Regions from separate parts of the Rattus norvegicus genome. Here region 2 is linked to region 1. A link is a contact called in public Hi-C data. All regions are on one chromosome and are shown on one strand. Each heading gives the region's core, a stretch centred on a gene start, on an enhancer-like site or on the middle of the called end of the contact. The rest is flanking DNA. Distances are from core to core; before and after follow the strand shown. Region 1 overlaps Abtb2 (ankyrin repeat and BTB domain containing 2). Region 2 overlaps Abtb2 (ankyrin repeat and BTB domain containing 2).

Region 1 (4,413 bases), core at 684-3,183:
GAGGCAAAATGGAGAAGCCACAGTGAGGGCCCTCATGACTGCAGAAAGCAGCTCCCAGTAGAGAGAATAGTAAGTGTTCTGGTTGCTGTGGAGAGCACTGAGATGAGCGTGAACAGAAGGAGGGAGAAGAGGAAACAACACAATGTTTGGTACAGCAGTGCCCTGTCTTTAAGGCTGACTGCTGTGCTGAACGAGCTGGTTGGCACAATCGATTCGCAGTTTAAGGATATTCTCTCTGCCCTGTTGGGAATGGACTTTAGTATCAGGTGTAGAAATAAGGTGATCGGGTAAGAGGGTTTTGCAATCACTGAGGTAAAAGAGGGGGGAACTTAGACAAGGTAATGGTGAACTTGGCCAGGGTGGTCATGGATGTGTTTATAGTCAGGGCCAATGGTATTTACCTGCAGTCTCATATGTGAGGAAAAACTGAGTGACAGTAAAGCTTACGGGCCAGGCTTCACTGAAGCATTGAAAGGGCAACACTAAGCCAGAGACGCAAGTATAGATTTGGCTGTTTGTCCCCAATTTAACCTACAGAGATAGTAAGTAGGAAGCTGGGTAGGAGGTGAGGCCACCTTACGCTTTTGCAGTTGTGTAATAAATTGAATAGCTGTGCTAATTTGCCCTTCCAGGGACAGAGCCAGCCAACAGCCTCCATGAAGGCAATGAGCTCTGCTGTCTCCCATTATTAACATGCGGTCTGTTTAGTTAGGTCCACCTGCTCTTTGGACTACTTGTTACTTTACATACATGTTCTTCACTTTTGGAAAAACTAGACCCCATATTCAGGCAGCTTTGGATTCAGACAAGTGAGTCAGGATTGATACAGAAAGAGTGTTCATAAGATACTGTGTGTATCCAAGGGCCTGCTCCTCAGAAGGTGGGGCCATAGGGTAGATATGGATGGAATCTTATGGTTGCCACTGACCGACCACCTGGCGTCTCAGTTTTCCTCTACTATTAAATGGGGATATCACAGTTCCCATCAAGTAGCTTTTTCATTAATTCCCACCCATAGATTCATGGTATCATCACCTGGAAAGCTTAAGAATAAATGCGTGTGTGACTAATGTAAGGCCTTTCCTTCAGAAACTCTGAGGGAAATGGTGTGGAAAAGGGCTCCGATTGCGTGGGTAGAGTGCTTGGGAACGTCTGGTGTACGGCTAACACTCAGACATTAGCTATTATTAGTGGGCAGAGCATCACTGTTCTGGAGTGCTTGCTTCTGCCCCACCCAGGCTGATGGCTTTCCTTCACCCCTTAGCTATGATGCTTGGATCTCTCTTCAACTGCAGAGTTCCCGAGAGAGCTCCAAGAGAAGCCTGGAGTACTGGGCTTACCTGGGAAGGGCAAAGTTAGATCTGAAGCGGCAGTGCCGCCGTGAGGTCATGATGTTTAATCTACTGGTAAAGCTTCTGTTAATTACATCTTTAGGATGCAGAAACTGTGTAAAGAGGTTAAGTAACCGGCTCAGGTCTCACAAGTCACATAATGAAACCCAGGCAGCCTTCCTCCAGATTCTTGGTTCCCAACCACACATGTATCCTCCTCTATCAGAGGAGCCAGCAGACTATAGTGTCAACTCCCACGTCCAGCACGTAAACTATGCAGTGCTGAGCTTTACAGGGTACCTGGGCCGTGTGTTTCACATGTCTTGGGTCATGTGGTTCTGCTATTGTATGTATTCTCTTCACTCATTGCATGTAGTCTTGCTGAAGAGACTTGACGCTCAGAGAACCCCCTGGATATTATTGATAAAAACAAGATGGCCTAGCTTGAGTCCTTCTTCACTCTGCTGCCTCCCTGCTTCCCTCAGGAGTGCCTGGGTGGAGAGAAGCACAGGGCGATTTTATTAGCAAAGAAATGATGGGGTTGGTAAAGGCCCAAGCACCCCTTATGCTTAGAACAGGGAGCCATTTAGGTGCCTTAAAATAGCCTGCCTTGGTGGGGTGCTGGCCTGCCACACGGGCTGTGCTAGAGGTGCTCCTCTGCCTATTTAAAGCTGGAACCTTCTGTCCATGAAGTGAATGAAATAACCTCCGAGAAACTGAGTGGTTGCCTAAAATAGTTCAAGGGGAAGAATGTTTGGAGGCCTCTGGCTCCTTGAGTCCATTTTCCTCTGGATTTATGTCACCTCAGAGAATGCCTGGCCTCTTCTTGTTTACTCTTTGGGCTCTTCCCTTTCTACTGTCCTTGAGTCCTGTGTCATCCTAAGCCAGAAGCATCTGTCCTCTCAGAAAGTAGCAGCCTTTCCTGAGTGACTAAGTTGGGGCCTTTTCTGCATTTAATTTTTCTCTTATGGGGGAGGGAGTAGTGAGAGGCCATTTGTTTAGGACTTGGCTGTTTCTCTCCTCTGGCTGCAGAGTTTCCAAGCCTTGCTCTGAAGTGAGTTTTATTTTTCTTTATTCACTCACACAAGGGCTGCCCCAGGGAAGCCAGGGGTTTCTCACAGCCTTCTTCTTGTGGTGCCTAGGACCATGTATGGAAAGCTTTAAAGTCACTCCTCAATAATGTGGCTGTAGCCACATGTGGGTCATTAAGTTTTAAACATAATAAAATCCGATACGGTTAAACAGCTCACACACAAGCCTCCTTTCCAGTATGCCATCAGCGCGCATGCCCAGTGCTGCTGGACAAGTCAGATATAGAGCACGTCCATCATCACAGACAGTTCTATGAGACAACATGCCATTAGACAGTAGGTCACCAGCTGGTCACTTGGGCCAGCTTTCTGGGTTTTCATGGGTCTAAACATTTTAACTACTCCCCAGCTTCTCAGAAAGCGCTCTGTTTGCAGAAGCAGGAAGATTCATGGAAGGAGAGATTAAGGTCATTGATTTTTGTGGCTCTAACCTTTGGACTCTCACACAAGGTTATGTTTTATGGTTTCTAAGTTGTGTGGCCTAGGGCAAGTCACTTAGCTTCTCTGAAAAAGTTCCCTTGTCAGTGAAATGGTTTTGGAAATACCTCATGGGGTTTCCACCAGGGTTAAACAAAATGGTGAAATGTGCATAGAACAATGCCTGTTGCAGAGCTGACTAACCCTTAGACACTCTAAAGGGATGGAGTTGATACTATTGCTGCTCCTGTCACTGGGACTTGTGTCCTCTGGTTTAGGGTCTCCTTTCAGACTCTGGATCTCCTCTCTGGTTTATTGAATGGCCCCCTGGTCACATCAGACAGTGTTTGTTCTTTAGAGTTCACTTTCCCTGAGGAACTGCCTGTTCCTTCCATGCTCTGGGTGTGTTTTTTTCAAGGGCCTCTTGCCCAGAGCCAGCCTGTCAGCACTACCTGGGATGCTACCACCAAAACCTTGGGTGACTGTAGGAAACTCTTGAAAGTATCCCAGGGTTCCAGGTTTTGAGTGTCTCGTGTGCCCTGTGTACCTTCTATCCCCTGTGCTGTGAGAATTGAGACAAACAGAGCCCTTGTTGGGCTCTTGGCTAAGGGGAAATTTGGAAGGAATATCTTTGGAATCAAGAGAGGCCTCTTGAGCTATAGAGAGAACAGAGTATCTGTTCACACTTGGGGCCTGGGTTCAACCCATGACCATTCACTCATTTCCCTAGATAACACAGCTAATAATTTAACCTTTCTGTACTTCAGTTCTCCCATCTGTAAAAAGGGAATCCAGAGAGCCTACCTGGTGGTGTGCTTGTAAGGACTCGGTGAGATGGGACACAATAGTCTCACACCTCAGTCTCACATCCTCTGATGGGACTGACACAGTACTCGCAGGCGTGAGCTGCAGTTTCCACCTTCCTTCTCTGGGTTTCCCAGGGATGACACTGGGGATTCTTTCTCTGCCTTGGCTGTTTGTACTTTCTATTGCTGATCTATTGTTCATTTAAATCATAGAAGTGATCTGGAGGGGAGCTAGCACGTAAAGCCATGTGTAAATCACATGTGTATGGCATGGGCTCCATGTGGTCTTTTTTTCTTTTCTTCCTTTTCTCCCTGGATGGTAGAGTTAAAAAGCACACCACAGTTGTCATCCCAGAAGCTCGCAAGTGACTACCAGCCTGCTCTCCTCTTTCTGTGTTAGGCCGTGTAAGCAGCTCTGCCCAGTCATGCAGTGTAATCAGAACTTGGTTCTTTCTACAGGATTCACTTATGAATTCGCGTATGAAGTAGCCATGTGTTTATGCAGTTGTCACTCATTTGTCCACAGTTAGATGTGCCAAACCTGACACTTGGGGTGAACTCCAAATAACTCGGAGCTATGTGCAGGCTATAGAGACATCTTAGTCAAAGTTATTACTAGGCATCTCTCTAGATGGGAGGGGTCCAGCTGCCACTCCTCTCCTCTCCTCTCTCTCTGTGTGCCTGGATCTAGAGGGAGGAACCATTCATAAAGAGAACCTCTAAGAAACGGAAGGACACAAGGGCAGGACATTGCATCACAGTGTTGTT
Region 2 (4,413 bases), core at 597-3,096, 61 kb after region 1:
AGCAGGGGGAGGATGAGGGGATAGCAGGTTTCTGGAGGGGAAACTGGGAAAGGGGATAACATTTGAAATGTAAATTAAAAATATCCAATAAAAACAAACAAACCTAAGGCTAGCAAGGTAAAGGCCTTGCCACCGTCAGGCTTGGCAAGCTGAGCTCAGTTCCAAGAAATGATGTAAGGATTGAAGTGGAGAGCTGACTACACACAGTTGTCCTCTGACCTCCACACACATAAACATACACACACAATGAAGTTCAAGGAAAACATGAGGCCTTTCTTAGCTCCCTGCCACACCTCTTAGGATCGCATCTGAGATCCCTGTAGAGACGTTCCGAATGCAACCCATCATGGAAGGTGCTTTGTAAGGGCAACCTCCAGTGGCTTCCTGGAGAGCCTGAGTCACTGATGATTTCCTTCCCAGGTACACTGTACAAGCTCTTGTGCAGCAAACATTAAATGGCACAGAGAGTAGAGGTGCCACGTTCCTCCCTGCTAGGCTTTTGATCAGATTCACCACTTACCCACTTGTTGGAGGTAGACTCTTCCTATTGAGAGATCTGAGACTTCTTCTCAGCTTGCCTTTTTCTATATCACAAATATTTTCAAACGTTCAAACAAGTGTAAGAGCTGTCTGCGAACACTCCTGCGTAGTAACCACACCAACTCCCCAGCTGTCAGAGCTTGTCTCACCTGTCACTTTGCTGTTGTAGCTGAACTACTCATGTTTCCCGTTTCATGTCATTGCCTTCATACTAAGTTATGTATCTTTTTAACAGTGTCAGCCCCGGGTGGAGATGTGGCTCAGAGTTGCCTAGCAAGAGCCAGGCCCTGCGTTCAGTCTCCTAACCACCAGAACAGAGCAGCGTCATCATCACACCTAAGAACACTGTAATTCTTTGCTGTAGTCCACCAAGCATTTCAGGACTCAAGGTTCTTTCTGCTGGGGTAGAAGTCAGGTGGAAATAGGGTCGGGTGATAATTAAAGTAGGATGTAAAGTACAATGGGAGAGTGGCTGGGGGCAGAGGCAGAGAGTGGCAGATGTCCAGAAAGAGAGGTTAAGGAAGTTGTCATTTGTTGTGAGGGGCTTTCTTAAAGTCGACAAGACTGAGCCCCAGCGGGATGTTCCTGGATCATTGCATTGCCCACCTCTGACATAGTGAACCATATTTCTCTGGAGAATTAGGTCAGAATTGGGGCTGCTGTTTCCCAGGAACTCATGAGCTAGAAACCAGCTTTAGCCATGGAGGATGTTCCATTTGTGACACATGGTGGGCAGTGTCTGATAGTCTAGCAGTTGTCAATACAATAGTTTCTGTGCCCTCAACCAAAGAACCCTGCCTCCTCTTGGTTCCTCCCATATCCCCCCACCCCCACCTCCACTCACAAAATAGAGAATGGCTTTGGGGGGAGTTTGTTTTTAGTGGGCTTGCTCAAAGGGGGCTTTATGTTTATTTTCCAAGTGGCCCTCTGAATGTTGTGTCCATTTATCATGCCTGGCCACCAGCCCTCCCCCCTCCTCTCCATCCTGAAAACCTAAACTTGATCAAACTCTTCCTAACGACTACCACATGTCCTTGCAGGGTGCAGGGACGGGATGGGGGCTGGGAGATGAAGGCATCCTCCCAGGAGCACAGTAGCATATTAAAATTCAATGGCTTAGTCATCAGAGTGTTCAACCCCAGCACCAAAGAAAAATAAATGAATGTTCTGTAACAGTCTTGTGGGTCTCAGAGGAAGGAGGAATAGTGGGAGGGAGGGGAGAAGAGAGCTTGTGGATTTTAGATAGAGGAGTTCAGGGCTGTTGAGAACAATTAGGGCCTTTGCTTAGAAATAACAAGACACACTACTGTTTTCCTGCAGGCTAAAGACGTACACTGCACCAGGGCTAGAAGGGCTCAGTCTTTTACGCCGACTCAGCTCACAGACGAGGAAATGAAGGCCAGGAAGGATAAAGCTACTCTGAAATCCCATGATGAATGCGGGGTAGAAATGGGACCAGACTCTCCGTGTTCTTTCTAACCTATCCCCACAGAGACTTTCTGTTTGCTAGAAAGTTCATAGAAGGTATCCAGGGGAAGGGACTCTGTGAGACATCTCTAGGAAAATCTGTTTATGGACTGAGAACTTTTCTTGGTATATCTTCCAGAAGTTGAAAGATTCACTGTGCTGAGGGTGTCTGCTTTAGCACCTCCTCCTAGTTGACTTTCTCTCCTCTGGTGACTAGAATGCTGCTTGGGCCTGCTGTCCTTACTATGCACCCCCCCCCACCTCTCTCTCTCTGGAAGGTAAAGGGCCCAGCCAGGATGCCTGGGAACCATGGCCCATGACTCCTTTCCTAAGGACATTAAAAGCCTGCTTCTAAGAGTGTTTCAGGTGTTGTTTTTCTCTTCTCCCTGCATCTTCTTGGCAAGAATAGGCCAGGTACCCTTTCTTCTGTTTGCTTTTAGGTGAAGCCACTGAGTCATAAGAAAGTAAGGTAACTTGGTAAGCCTTGAGTTGGTTGTGGAAGAACCAGCTTTGTATACACATCTTCTCAATCCTCACACTCTAAGCTGACTTTGGTGAACAAGGATGTTGAATAGAGGCATGAAAAATCTTTAGGCCAGAGCAGTCTTTGATGGAAAGGAAGCCGAGCCCTCCACCCAGGATAAGGAAGCAGAGCCACAGTGGGGAGGGCTGTGACTGGGGCTGCAGGCAGTATTGCCCCAGCTGCAGGCCCTATTGCCCCAGCTGCAGGCAGGAATGTCATATCCACCCTGGACTTCGAACAGTTCAGTGCTCTAGAAGTGGCTGGTCCAGAACAAAGAGGGCTTTGTAGTTGGCCAGTGTATCGATTTTGAGCTTCTCTGTGGGTTTCTTTAGTCAGATTAAGGAGAAAAAGCTAAAGCTATATAGAGAGTAACCATCCAACCAGCTAGATACTGACAGCCAGATTTTTTTCTAAGCAAGTTTGAAAGGCCTCCACAGAACATCTGGGCAAATTCCTATGAATGTGGGCCTTAAAGTATAACAGCCAAAGGAATGGGTTCACTCCTACATACTCTGCTTTGGAACAGAAATGCTCACTGTACGACCTGATAGCCTCTCTTCTGATCCAGAGCACAGGGAAGGAACCATGATCCGACTGCAGCATAGACTTGAGGGGCCATTTAGTCATGGAGGTCAAGCAAATTACAGATCTCTTCTGAGAGGAAAGATCCAGGACTGCGAGAGCTAGAGAGAGCCAGACCCATGGTAGCCTCGCAGCCTGAGCCCCATACTCTGTACTTCTCATCCAGGTTCCTCTCCACGCTGCCACTAGAAGGTCAGGTGTGGCACCAGGACTCCCTCCACACTTTCGCTGGGGACTAAGGCCAGTGTCATCCCTTAGAGAAGGTATGGGAGCCCTTCTCTGGCAGACTGTTAGAGCAAAGCCAGTCAGGTGCCAGCCCCTGGGGAGGTCATTGTGGAGAACGGTCTTCAGCCTCCAAGCAGATGGGAGGGAACGGGGGGGGGGGGGGGGCCGGGGATGAACTGATTGTTTCAATAGGGATGTAAAGGCCAACTGCTTCTTGCTCTACAAGAAAAGAGGCAAGCCTAGCTCACCTACCTTGTCTCCCACATCTGTCTAGCGTCCCAGCCTCTCTGCAAACCCCCGCTTTCTACTTAGAGAAACTCTGGCTAAGGGCAGCAGGTGATGGAAAAAGCAAAGCCTGACCAGACGAGTTGTTCATCAGTGTGGAGAGAAGGGAGGCTGGGCCACTGAGATGTACTAACTCAGACCTGAGGACCAGCAGGACACAGAGTAGACACATTCATCCATAGAGGACACTTTCTAAGACCCTAGCAGCAGGTACCTCAGAATCCCACGGATAGTGCTGTATGTTGTACACACACACACACACACACACATGCACACACACACACACACACACACACACACAGAGAGAGAGCAGAGGACCTTTTCTATTTTAAGTGAGCACTTATGCACTGTCGCTTTAACTCTTACAGTTTGGATGTGGGTGTGAGAGCACAGATTCCTTTTTCCTTCTTCACAAATTCACAGAGTATGCTTTTGCAAAAGACCTTAGACTCAGCATGATTGTTTTCTTTTCCTTATTAAGAACTTCCATTTTTCCTCTTAAAGCCCCTTACTGTTTGCCTCTGACGTATTCTAATTACCAGCATCACTAATCTTGCACTTCAGGCCATTATTAAGTAAAATCAGTTATTTGAGCACAGCCTGGCAATGCTGAACAGTCATTCTGATGACTGAGACAGGCCAGGTGGCATATATAGTGTGAACAAACGGCACAAAGGGGTGAATCCCATCGGAGGTACAGCGAATTAGATTCTTACCATATTACTTAGAATAGCACACAGCTTTAAAACCTGTGAATTGTTTTCAGAAATTTCCACTTAATATTTTCAGAC

The links. A called contact is a pair of places that touch in the nucleus more often than the background predicts.
Region 2: a contact with region 1 is called in a Hi-C map of the A7r5 cell line, with 2.0 times the contacts expected there. The contact joins two enhancer-like sites. A contact is called at or near these places in 5 of 12 Hi-C or Micro-C datasets (the A7r5 cell line, Schwann cells, hepatocytes and 2 more) and 1 of 1 datasets of contacts at active chromatin or transcription factors (oligodendrocytes).

What each region holds. Positions count from the first base shown.
Region 1 is chr3:110,421,983-110,426,395 of GRCr8, forward strand. The region is part of intron 1 of Abtb2 (ankyrin repeat and BTB domain containing 2); the gene reads left to right. LOC120101612 (a long non-coding RNA gene) reads left to right here. Exons shown (of 2, transcript XR_005502310.2): 1 at 1-4,413. Among named protein-coding and RNA genes, the nearest start is that of Abtb2, 15 kb to the left of the region's middle. Within about 2 kb of position 1,934, at least 13 of the 93 cell types and tissues checked have an H3K27ac peak or open chromatin away from gene starts, as enhancers often do.
Region 2 is chr3:110,483,530-110,487,942 of GRCr8, forward strand. The region is part of intron 1 of Abtb2 (ankyrin repeat and BTB domain containing 2); the gene reads left to right. LOC120101612 (a long non-coding RNA gene) reads left to right here. Exons shown (of 2, transcript XR_005502310.2): 1 at 1-4,413. Among named protein-coding and RNA genes, the nearest start is that of Abtb2, 76 kb to the left of the region's middle. Within about 2 kb of position 1,847, at least 33 of the 93 cell types and tissues checked have an H3K27ac peak or open chromatin away from gene starts, as enhancers often do.